Linked DNA regions of Sus scrofa: region 1 is linked to region 2. A link is a contact called in public HiChIP or PLAC-seq data. All regions are on one chromosome and are shown on one strand. Each heading gives the region's core, a stretch centred on a gene start, on an enhancer-like site or on the middle of the called end of the contact. The rest is flanking DNA. Distances are from core to core; before and after follow the strand shown.

What was found. HiChIP or PLAC-seq counts read pairs in DNA pulled down with a chosen protein or histone mark.
Region 1: an H3K27ac HiChIP or PLAC-seq map of alveolar macrophages shows a contact between it and region 2. The contact joins two enhancer-like sites.

What each region holds. Positions count from the first base shown.
Region 1 is chr18:33,678,539-33,684,897 of Sscrofa11.1, reverse strand. All of the region lies in intron 12 of DOCK4 (dedicator of cytokinesis protein 4), which reads right to left. Among named protein-coding and RNA genes, the nearest start is that of DOCK4, 260 kb to the right of the region's middle. Within about 2 kb of position 3,932, at least 1 of the 83 cell types and tissues checked has an H3K27ac peak or open chromatin away from gene starts, as enhancers often do. A contact at or near this core is called in alveolar macrophages, where this site is marked.
Region 2 is chr18:33,463,353-33,468,973 of Sscrofa11.1, reverse strand. The region is part of intron 1 of DOCK4 (dedicator of cytokinesis protein 4); the gene reads right to left. Among named protein-coding and RNA genes, the nearest start is that of DOCK4, 43 kb to the right of the region's middle. Within about 2 kb of position 1,888, at least 39 of the 83 cell types and tissues checked have an H3K27ac peak or open chromatin away from gene starts, as enhancers often do. A contact at or near this core is called in alveolar macrophages, where this site is marked.

The DNA of each region.
Region 1 (6,359 bases), core at 2,683-5,182, 210 kb before region 2:
ACCCAATTGAAAAATGGGCAGAAGACCTGAATAGACATTTTTCCAAATAAGATATACACATGGCCAAAAGACACAGGAAAAAATGCTCAACATCACTAATTATAGAGAAATGCAAATCAAAACTACAACGAAGTACCACCTTACACCGGTCAGAACAGCCATCATTAACAAGTCAGGAAATAACAAATGCTGGAGAGAGTATGGAGAAAAGGGTACCTTCCTACACTGTTGGTGGGAATGTAAGCTGGTACAACCACTGTGGAAAATAGTATGGAGGTACCTCAGAAAACTTAATATAGACTAACATATGACCTAGCAATCCCACTCCCAGGCATATTTCCAGACAAAACTATCACTGAAAAAGATACATGCATCCTATCATGCATGTAGTGGAATACTACTCAGCCATAAAAAAGAACAAAATAATGTCATTTTGCAGCAACACAGATGGAACTAGAGATCCTCATACTAAGTGAAGTAAGTCAGAAAGAGAAAGACAAATGCCATATGCTATCACTTATACAGGGAATCTAATATATGGCACAAATGAACCTATCTACAGAAAAGAAACAGACTCATGGGCATGGAGAACAGACTTGTGGTTGCCAAGTGGGAGGGCGAGGGAGTGGGAGGGACTGGGAGTTTGGGGTTGGTAGATGCTAACTATTGCATTCGGAGTGGACAGGCAATGAGATCCTGCTGTATAGCAGAGGGAACTACATCCAGTCACTTGTGATGGACATGATGGAGGATAATATAAGAAAAAGAATGTATATATATATATATTTTTTTCACATTCTTGTGAATATAAGAATTTGCAAAGTGACTGGGTCACTTTGCTGTACAGCAAAAATTGACAGAACATTGTGAATCAACTGTAATTTTAAAAAATATTTTAAAAAAGAAAGATAGGGGACGAAGGGTAAAACCTAATTGCTAGGACTTCTACACTTGAACCACAAATTATTAACAGAGTGAGATTTCAGCAAAACTTCCTAAAGATGATATTATTATATTTTTCATAAATTCATCTTCAATAAAATCTACTCATTTCTGAAATCCTCAGACTTCATTATTATCAGAGGAGGGATTTTTACTTCTCTTCCCTTCTATGTGCTTGATTTATCAGATTGCTCATCTGAGTTTTGCTTTGGGTACTAGAATATTCTACGCTGTGTCTTTAAGGTAAGGTAACTGACTTTTAAAATAAAACTCTAGAAGCATACATAACTTCCAGGGGTACATCCTGGCTGAAGCAAGCAGTAAAACCTTGAAAGGATCAGGCCAGGCGTTTATAACTGAGAGGTCAGATGCAGGGTCTCAGGGCTTCTGGAACAGAGGAGAGAAAGGAAGCCAAATGTCTAGTAGGAGTGGTGTCAAGTGAGACAACACTGCTGGAAAATGAGTCAACTGAGCAAAACACAGAGACACTGGGAAGAGATGAGAGTGCAGAAATGGGCTAGGTTAGATGAAGAAATAAAATGGGAGCCGTGATAGAATTATAGGCCTTCTGAAAGGTAGGCTCATTACACAATGCAGGGCGCTAGCAGCTCAGAGCCTCCACCCAGCAGGACAACTATCTTTTTTAACACTGGCATATTGAAAACCTAGACACTTACGTCGTTAATGTCACGGCTGCTCAAATCTGGTGATGTTTCTCCTCTTTAGGATGCACTTTGAAAACCAATTTAAGAGGGGGAAAAAAGTACTACTCTCCTTTCTAAATAGTCATAGCTTGATTTCTGATTTTCAGCCAGTATTATTTAATTTGTGAAATGTCTATTGCTAAACACTTCCTTAAACTGAGGAAATAAAAACTTAAATTTTAAGGCAAGGCAAGACAAATTTAAAACATAAAATATTTCTTTGCACTTCTGGGTCCATTCCCTCCCCTCTGGCTTGTATGTTGAATCTGCACTGTGCATTAACCAGACCTCCCTAATGGCAGGAATACCTGCTCAACCATAAAGATCGGTTTTTCTTCTTCTCAAGCTAGCCATGTAATTCTTTAGAAGATAACATTTCTTTCTCAGTCCTATAAGGTACCCACCACTCACCTTGCATGTATAAATACCTGTGGCGAACTTTATCCACAATGCCAATATATCACTTCTTTTTAAAGAGAACAGTTGGTATAGCTAAGAGATGGTCAGATAATCTGAGGAGATACTGGACCTCACCTACTTGCGGTTCTTAGCTTAAATACTCACTTATCACACATGCACTTGTATGTTCATTGCAGCACTATTCAAAATAGCCAAGTCATGGAAACAACCTAAATGTCCACCAACAGATGAATGGATTAAGAAGATGTGGTATATATACACAATGGAATACTACTCGGCCATAAAAAAGATCAAACTAACGCCATTTGCAGCAACATGGATGGAACTAGAGACTCTCATGCTAAGTGAAGTCTGAAAGAGAAAGACAAATACTGTATGATATCACATATCTGGAATCTAATATATGGCACAAATGAACCTTTCCACAGAAAAGAAAATCATGGACTTGGAAAAAAGACTTGTGGTTGACAAGGGGGAGAGGGAGGGAGTGGGATGGACCAGGAGTTTGGGGTTAATAGATGCAAACTATTGCCTTTGGAATGGATAAGCAATGAGATCCTGCTGTATAGCACTGGGAACTATATCTAGTCACTTATGATGGAGCATGAGAATGTGAGAAAAAGGAATGTATAGGTAGGTGTACATGTGACTGGGTCACCTTGCTGTACAGTAGAAATTTGACAGAACACTAAACTAGCTATAATGGAAAAATATAAAAATCATTAATAAAAAAATACGTATGAACTTTATGTTACTAGCTGTACAGGATTATTGTTTCTTGCATTAGCAAATGTATGACTGAGCCTCAGATAAAATTAATGATGATTAGGTGACTTGAAACACTTGATCAAATATACAGTCCCATAAGATCAATGATTGTAATGGTATAACTCTAGATATGGGAAGAAGCAACAAGGGGGAACCATTTCCTAGACTACAACAGACTAATAAGACAGGCAGTTGACAGGCTTTTGCTACTGTTAACAGAACCTTGTCTAGTAAGAGCACACTGAGTGGCTTACCAACAAAATCTCTGCCTGACCTGGAATGCGCATTCTCAGCACCATAGGACAAACTGGTCACAAAATACCTCCCAAAGCCTGGTCAAAATTAAGACCAAAAGGAAAAGGATTATGAAACAGAGAATGCTGCTCACCATCCAGTTCTACAAGAATTAAGTCCTCAGCTACTGCAGTGGCTGAACAACAGCACAGAGCAAAGATCAGGATGAGGCACTCTGTGCTCTGGGAAAACCAGCAGAACTGGTCCTCAAAGGGTCAGATATTTTCAGGAAAAAATTTTATGAACCCAAGTTCTTGCATCTTTCCATACTTAGACAACTTCTAAAACCATCACCTAAGACATGTGTACCTCAAGAGCAGCAGTAACCTTCTACCGAGACGTGTGCTTGACCGCACACGCCCCTGTCAGAATCACGTCGATCCTGACCACCCTGAGCTCTCACCCCATCTTCTGCCTTCACCTCTTGGGAGCAGTTCTCTGACCTCTCTGAGACTGTCTCCTGGCTCATAATCCTCTGGTTGGCTTGAAGGAGATTTCCCACTTCTTTCTTAGACTGGCCATAATTTTTTTTTCATCTGCAAACTTAACTCTTAAAGGGTGCAATTTTGACACCACAGAGGATAAATCAAAGACTCTGAAAATCACTTCCTCACCTTCTGAAAATCATTTCCCTGAGATCTTTGAATACATAACCCTATCCATTGGGATGCCTACTTCCTCACACGTAAAAGGTATGATAAATATGAGCAAATAACCCTGTAATTTTAACTACTAGCCCATAGATCTACTATTTCAAAGTCTTGGGAAGGCTTTTATGTTTGCTTAAAGAAGTGGTTAGCCCGTGGCTAAGAGTTATTGAGGAAGTACGACTGAAGTAATGTGTAAGTCATGGGATATCAAACTAAGGGACAGACAAGACATCTGAAATTGTTTACTTTCACTGAGTCTTAACCAGAAAAGAAATTTATTGACCAGAAATGAGAGATGAAGAGGGACCCACTGGTACAGAGTGGAAGCTCTAACTGCAGAAGTGGATGAAACCATTCAGAGGGAATTAACATTTCCTTTTAGCAAAGGCGATTTTTGACCTTAAAGTTTCCATCTTTATTCGGATTTGAGATATTAATATTTCAGTGGTATACATGGAGAATTAAGGTTAAAAAAGTTGTTTGTTTGATTTCTACTATAACTATTACTTACTTATTTGCAATTTTTTCAAGATCTGAAGCACATGGCAAGCCATTGGTTAAAAACTACTTTTTAAAAATGAATATAAGCATAATAACATACGAGTGTAATTTAATATCTGATTATTTTAACTTATTGAAATACTTGCCATAAACGGCAAATTTTTTCTGTGTAGCCAATCTTCCAAATAGTATTGCTAGTGATTATATCTAAATTAGCAAAATATAATTAAAAGAATAAAATTGGCTCCAATCACTACTTCCATTAGTTTATAGTTTGGGTTTGTGTCTTTTTTAAGTCAAACATCTTAAAGCATATTTTAGTACCATATTTTGAACTATATCCTTTTTCTTCACTGTCATGAAAAGAGAATGGCTGAAAGGAAATTAAAAAGATATGACAACTGCATGCAATACATCCTGAGTTTCTTTTGTTACAACGGACATTGAGCAAACTGTCAAAATCTGAATAAGATCTATAGATTAGATAAGAATAGTTTATCAATATTAGCTTCCTGATTTTGATCATTGTATTGTAGTTATGTTGCCATGTCCTCGAGTAAGCAGGGGCAGAGGGGAATAATTCTTTCAATTTGTTCTTAAACAGCTTAGGTGGAAAAAGTACATGTGTACGATATACATGTATGTGGGTGTTTATATATGTATGTGTATATGTGTGTATATATATACATATGTATGTATAAACTTCAGGAGCACTGATGCAATCCTTAAGAATTCAGTAATATTAAAGAGTCTATATAATATACAACATACAATTATACACGTATGTATCATATATATATAAAGCATGTGTCTGTGTATCTGTATACAGAGAAAGAGAGAGAAGTATAAAGCAGATACAGTAAAACGCTAACTTCTGAGAACTTAGGAGTTTTTTTTTTGTTTTTTGTTTTTTTGCTTTTAGGGCCACACTTGTGGCATATGGAAGTTCTCAGGCTAGGGGCTGAATCAGAGTTCCAGGTGCCAGCCTACACCACAGCCACAGCAACACGGAATCCGAGCTGTGTCTGTGACCTACACCACAGCTCACGGCAACGCTGGATCCCCGACCCACGGAGCGAGGCCAGGGATCAAACCTGCATCCTCTTGGACACTAGTCAGATTTACTTCCATTATCAACAGGGACTCCCAACTTAGGAGTTTTTTGGTACTATTCTTGCAGCTTTACTGAAAGTAAAATTAATTGAAAATTAAAAACTCTAAAAATAGAAAGAGTGTGGCTTAATAATTAGGAAATTCCAAAAGTGAGCAAAAAGGTCACATACTATATGTCTAGCCAATAGGCGGTGCCAATAAGTACAAGTGTTCTCTCTTTCTTTCTTTTTTTTTTGGCCGCACCTGGTATTCAGAGACTATGGGGCCAGGAATCAAACCAACACCATAGCAGGGAGTCCAGCTACAGCAGTGACAATGCTAGATCATTAACCCTCTGAGCCACCAGGGAACTTCAGTACTAGTGTTCTTTAGACAACAGTAGAAAGAAAAGTTACTAAATGCAATGTTCAAAAATCAAGAGCATTGACACTATCATTAAGAATTACACCAGGATGGGAGTTCCTGTCGTGGCACAGTGGTTAACGAATCCGACTAGGAACCATCAGGTTGCAGGTTTGATCCCTGGCCTCACTCAGTGGGTTAAGGATCTGGCATTGTGGTGAGTTGTGGTGTAGGTCGCAGATGCAGCAAAACATACAGTGGACACGAATGCAACCACAAAACTCAGCTTACTAAGTCAAAAAGCAGATTGTAGAAATGAACTGATTAGCAAATGTGATTCTTCTAGTTGTAAGCTACATGTGCAAATGATAGGAAATAAGATTCATAAATACACAGATAATACGAAAATACTCTGAAGTTTCTCTTAGAACATACATACTGAACTGGAGCCAAGGATTTTTACACAATTTATTTCAGGTCGTAGAACTGAATGTGTTTCAAATAGTACTGGCTCAGTCCTAATTCACATTCCTAGAATTCAACTGCTAATGTCTATCAGAGGTGATGCTTATAATAATCATTTGCTCAACAAGCCTAAACCAGGCTCATTTTCATGACTATTTTT
Region 2 (5,621 bases), core at 639-3,138:
TGGGAACCCTGGGCAAAGTTCTCTTAGAGAGGAGGATTTGAGGGAGCTATAGATTCCCAAATAAAAGAGGAGCAGCTCAGATGAGGATGTTACCAAGCCCGCCTGGTAATGTCTCTCTGAAACATTTCTGCATCTCCTAGTAAATCATCAAGAATCTGAACATGGCAGTCAGGGGTTCCTTAGAAATCTTCTCAACAGCCCTGGGTGGCCTCCTCAAAGAGGCACCTCCATTTCCCCAGCCAGAGGCCAGTGGCCACCGCAGGAAGGGAAACAGAATGTTCCTTCAGTGGGGAACCACAATACATGGGTTAAATTTTAGCTTTCTATACACTTTTCCTTCTAAATGACTTGCTTGTACTTAGCTATGGCCTCTATTAAAGAGCCTATCATTGCATTCAGCAGTCTGCATTTCACAACTTTTTCCAAGCTTATCAGATATTTTCGTGAGCCAACATGAACTCTGGATTCTGTGAAGCAGGACCAAGGCCCACGATCGGGAGCACCACTGTGATCCTGCACTTCCTCCCACACAGACATTTAAATAATTCTTGCCGGGGGACAGAAAGAATTGACACGTAAAGTGAATCACAGGGTTTTAATAATTAAAAAAACTGCTTTGAAGGCAGACATGCACAGAAAAGGCCTAACAGTGACAAATTTCCTATTGTTTCCTTTCCTGTTATGTCTACTTGGTGATAGCTGGCTAGTCTTCAAAAACATCCCATACACAAATATTTCTAGACTCTTTGTGTAGCATACTTAGTCCTACCTGTCTAAGTCCAAAACATAAGAAAAGAATAAGGAACCACTTCTGTGAACTAGTAAGCTGGCTGGTCTTGTTTAGAAAACTGAACAGCGCACATGCCTGTTGAAGAATCCGAGTCAGACAATTTCTTTCACTTTACCATGTAAGCTGCTAGTTAACAGCACGAAACAATCTGGCTAGGCACAGAAGGAAAAAAAAAAAAAAGGCTCAATACATCTTTTATGCCTGGCATGGGGAAAACTAATGGAAGGTTACATTTCCTACAAATTCTAATTAGACTAGAAAGGTAAATCAGAGGATTGTGCTTTGATCCTGGAATCTGTCTTTATCGTAGTATCAACCTGTGTAACACAAAAGCAGCTTATTAATCCTGCATTCCAATTTCACACAGCAGAGCCTTTTAGGGTAAAACAAAACGCTGACTGTCTGGAGAGACCGGGCTAATTTATGTGATGGAAGGGATGCTTTATTTATGGGAGGAAGGTAGGTTAAGCTCTCCTGGGGATAACAACTTTAACTCTGGAATAGTCTCTCTGGACCACTTAAGCAATATCAATAGTTCACTTACGACACTTACACATCTTGGTTAATGTGGCATAGCAAAACCAGAGGACCTTTATGCCAAAGCAATTTTTTCCTCTGTGACTGTTAAGAAAAGGATGCCAAAAGCTTTCATCCTGAGCATGCTAACTAAAGAGTACAGTATATCGAACTCGTATTGCAACACCCACCCAGACTGATTTCAACTTTTCTTTTAAGATTTGGAGGGTGGAAAGAGGGTACATCGGTACCACTGTGATGGTGAAAAAGCTAGTGGAAAAAGGTTTCCTTTCCATTACACTATAGGTATTAAAAATGTGATTTAAAATGACAGTGTACTTTTTTAATGTAATGCCATTTTTATTTTGCATGTTTCCAAAGAGGGTAACTCCAAATAGTGTGAAATCTTATTTATCTGGCATCAAGAGAGTGGCTCAGGAGGAGTGGTTTCCTGAATAACAAACACTCTGCCATTCAATTGCCTGGAGTGGAAGAGTCTCTCCTGCCAGCACTCTTCCCCTCTGGTGCCTCCCCTCCTCCACTCTGTCCTGGCTGGGCTGTCACTCATGGTAGCCCAGCCCCATGGCCTCAGAGGAAACATGTGACACAGACTGGACCAATCAGAGCCAGCACCCCCTGGATATGGTGGTACATCTAGAAGTAGGCATGTGACCCAAACAGGATCTGTGTCCTTTCACTTAGTTTTGTGTACAGACATCAGGAAGAAGAGGATCTGTTTTCTTCTTTATCTAAAAGCCCCAATCTTGGAGATACAGAGCAAAAGTAACAGAGCCCTAAGAAATTACACTAACCCTCCTTACCACTGCTTTGCCCCAAGTTAGTAATGCCTTTGAACTTCTAGTTACATGTTTTCAAGATGTGTTTTTATCACTGTCCAGACTTCCTGTGATTTAAAGTTTACCTGGTATTACAAGAAAACTTGCCAAAACAAACTGCATGCTTCTCTACATTACAGAAAGGGGGGAAAAGCTACAATAAACATCATTTAACCTTTTTTTATTGATCTAGTCACTTACATAGTAACATAGATAGTCTCAAGGGCTAAAGTATTATCCAGGGATACTTGACTCTTGACTAAATAAGTCAATACCACTTTGTAGCAGATTCCTGCCTTTGTTACACTGTAAGCAATATAACACTGCCTGAGCCTGTAGGGGCCAGATGTGAATTTATCCTCCCCAGTAGCTGCTTCTACCACCACATCCCAGGACAACAGATCATTTACAGACCAGAAACCATTTACTAAAGAGGAATAAATTAAGACACGACAAGCTAGTTGTTGTGAATGACTAATCATACCCTGTCCTTTGTTGCACAAGGAATGGAGCTTCACTCAAGTTACAAGATAAATAAACTAAGGGACAGGAAGTACACTTTACACAAATGTAGCCACTCCAACAGAGCCTAGACCCACCCCTGGCATTCTGCACCATCCCCACCCCACCCCAACCCCACTTTTGTTTTTCTCTGCACAAAACACTCCATCCTCACCACTGCCCGGGCCAATGGTAGCCCTTGTTGCCTGCATCCTCTAATGGGTACCCTTCTCTGAGCTGTGAGTCATCTTTCCCACAGCCTACTTTCCAAGGGTAACTTCCTGGAAGAGGAATGAAATCTAGCTCTTCTTTGTGAGCTAGACCAACAACCCAACATCATGCCAGTATCAGCTGATGGAGGAACATCTCTGGCTTGTGTGTCTATTCTGAACACAATAAGCGGTAGCCAAAGAGAGGTCCCTTTGATTTGTTTATCCATTATTTATTTAACAAACATTGACAGAGAACTTAGTGGAGGCAGATGCTAAGTGCTTTACAAACATTCATTAAATTAATACTTATAAGAAACTGATGAGGTAGGTGCAGTTATTAGCCCATTATACAGATGAGAAGACTAAGGAATATAGAAGTAAACAACTGCCCCAAGGTTGGCCGTCTATAGTGGAACCAAGATGAGACTGTCTGGGGGCAGTTTATACTATTAACCACTGTGCCACAGAAAATTTCGTAATCAGGACTGCATGAAGCTAGGAATGCACATTCTGAAATGAGTTCAGTACACATTCATCCATCTGTTCATTCGATCAAATTTTTGGAGCATCTTTTAAGTGTCAGGCCCATTTTAGTCTGTGAGGAGATAGCAGTGAACAAAACACACGAAAAACTTGCCTTGAAGGAGTTTATATTTGATTGTATTAAGATTAACTTGCTCATCTTTATTACGCAGCATACTCAGTGTCCTTTAAATTTACACCTTTATTGTGATGGTACAGCCTATATACAGCCATGTTAATAAGGCACGCATTTTAGACTTTTGGAAAACTGAGTAAGAAACAATACTCCGAGTTATTGCTCTCTAACCTGTCTGGGTTATTCATTCACTCTGTGCCAGGAACTATACTCAGTGTGCATTCCTTCATTTTACATATATGCTCCAAGCCTGTGTGCTCTTCCTAAAGTTCAAAAGATGGATGTATAGCTGCTCAGTCCAATTCTGGAACTGTCCTGAGATCCTGTCTCAGGCTCAAAATTTTCAATTAATTAAAAAAAAAATCTTTCTATTAAGCGTGCCAGGCAATGTGCTAACTTCACCACATACTTCACTTCATTTAATGTTCACGGCTATTCTAAGGTGGGTACTATTACTCCTTTATTCAGATGAGAAAGTTAAGGCTCAAACACCTAGTAAGTGGCAAGGCCAGAAAACAAACTGGGATCTGCTTGAGCTCCACTACAGACTATTGGGAAAATGTCACCCATTGGGACAAAGGACAAAGGACTATCAGTTAAGGCATAAAAAAATCTTTATCTTTCTAAACACTAGCATCAGCATAAACTGCCAAATTAGTTTTAACGTGAACTTACTAATACTAATATTAATTAATGTTAACTAATATTAAGCAGGGTATTAGGGCTTCTGCTTCAATCATAGGGCTTCAGTCTATGACTACAAACAAAACTTGTCCATTACATGGTCTATAAAGTGGATTTCTTTCCTTGGATAATAAACTCCAGTGTGAGAATTATTACTCCCTTCTCTTAATGGATACTTAAATATAAAGTTTATTTCTTAAAGTAACATGAGAAAAAAAAAATCAAGAAGTTCATATCCTTCTCTGAGAAACTGAATTAAGCATAGGATAAATTCTGTTAGAAGTAGGCCAAGGTAAAAGAGAATATTTAGAAATCATTCAATAACACAAAGGTGATCAAAGAACCCTGCTACTTAAACATCCCTTTCACACGGCTCATCCTGTGCAAGCTTTGAACGCCGCTGGACCCCTCCTTGAAGTAACTGCCATCTTCTGGTATCTGTAGCACGGTCACAACCTACTCTATCACTACTACTGCTATTCAGAAAGTAAAGAGAGCATCTCTACAGCCATTTCTGTCATAGCGTTTCTCCCTTTCCAAGAGGAAAACCACATGCTAGCTTTCTTCTTTTTAATATTCCGTGTATGAGAGGCAAAGAAAGTTAGGCGCTTTTAAATACCACTATCCATTACACAACCTGAACCAGGCAACCTGGGAAACAAAAAGGCAAGTTTTAAGTATAAAATAACCTAGCTGATAAAACTATGCCATTAAAGAGGAAAAGCAAAGTGTTTTGTTCTTCAAAGCAACCACTCTGGAAGTCTGAAACGATTACTTTAGCCATATCTTGTCACTAGAGATGTCTTCAGAGCCTACAGTGTATTTCAAGTCAAATCCTTTAAGAAGGAATGTGATTTTTTTTTTTTTTTCCTTTCTGCTGCATTGTGAAGTTTCTGGGGCCAGGGACTGAATCCAAGCCAGGGCTGTGACCTACACCGCAGCTGCAGCAATGTTGACACCTGAACCCACTGCACTGATCCAGAAATCAAACCGGTGCCTCCACAGAGACAGGCCAGATCATTAACCTACCGAGGCCACAGCAGGAACTGCCAAAAAGGATATGACTTAAATTGAAATCTCAATTCTCTCAAAAGAATAGGGTATAGCAATCCACCTAGAACACTAAAAGTTAAAAAAAAAAAAAAACTATGACCTTATTAGGCTATAATAAATTCCTCTGTTTTCAGAGGAATGGGCAGAAGACTAAACAGACATTTTTCCAAAGAGAAAACTCAGATGGCCAACAGGAGTTTGGAGTTAGTAGATGCAAACTATCACATTTAGGATGGATAAACAATGAGTCATACTGTTTAGCACAGAGAACTATATCCAGTCTCTTGGGATAGACCACGATGGAAAAATGACATAAAAAAGAGAATGTATATGCATATGTGTATATATGTGTATATATATATATATATATA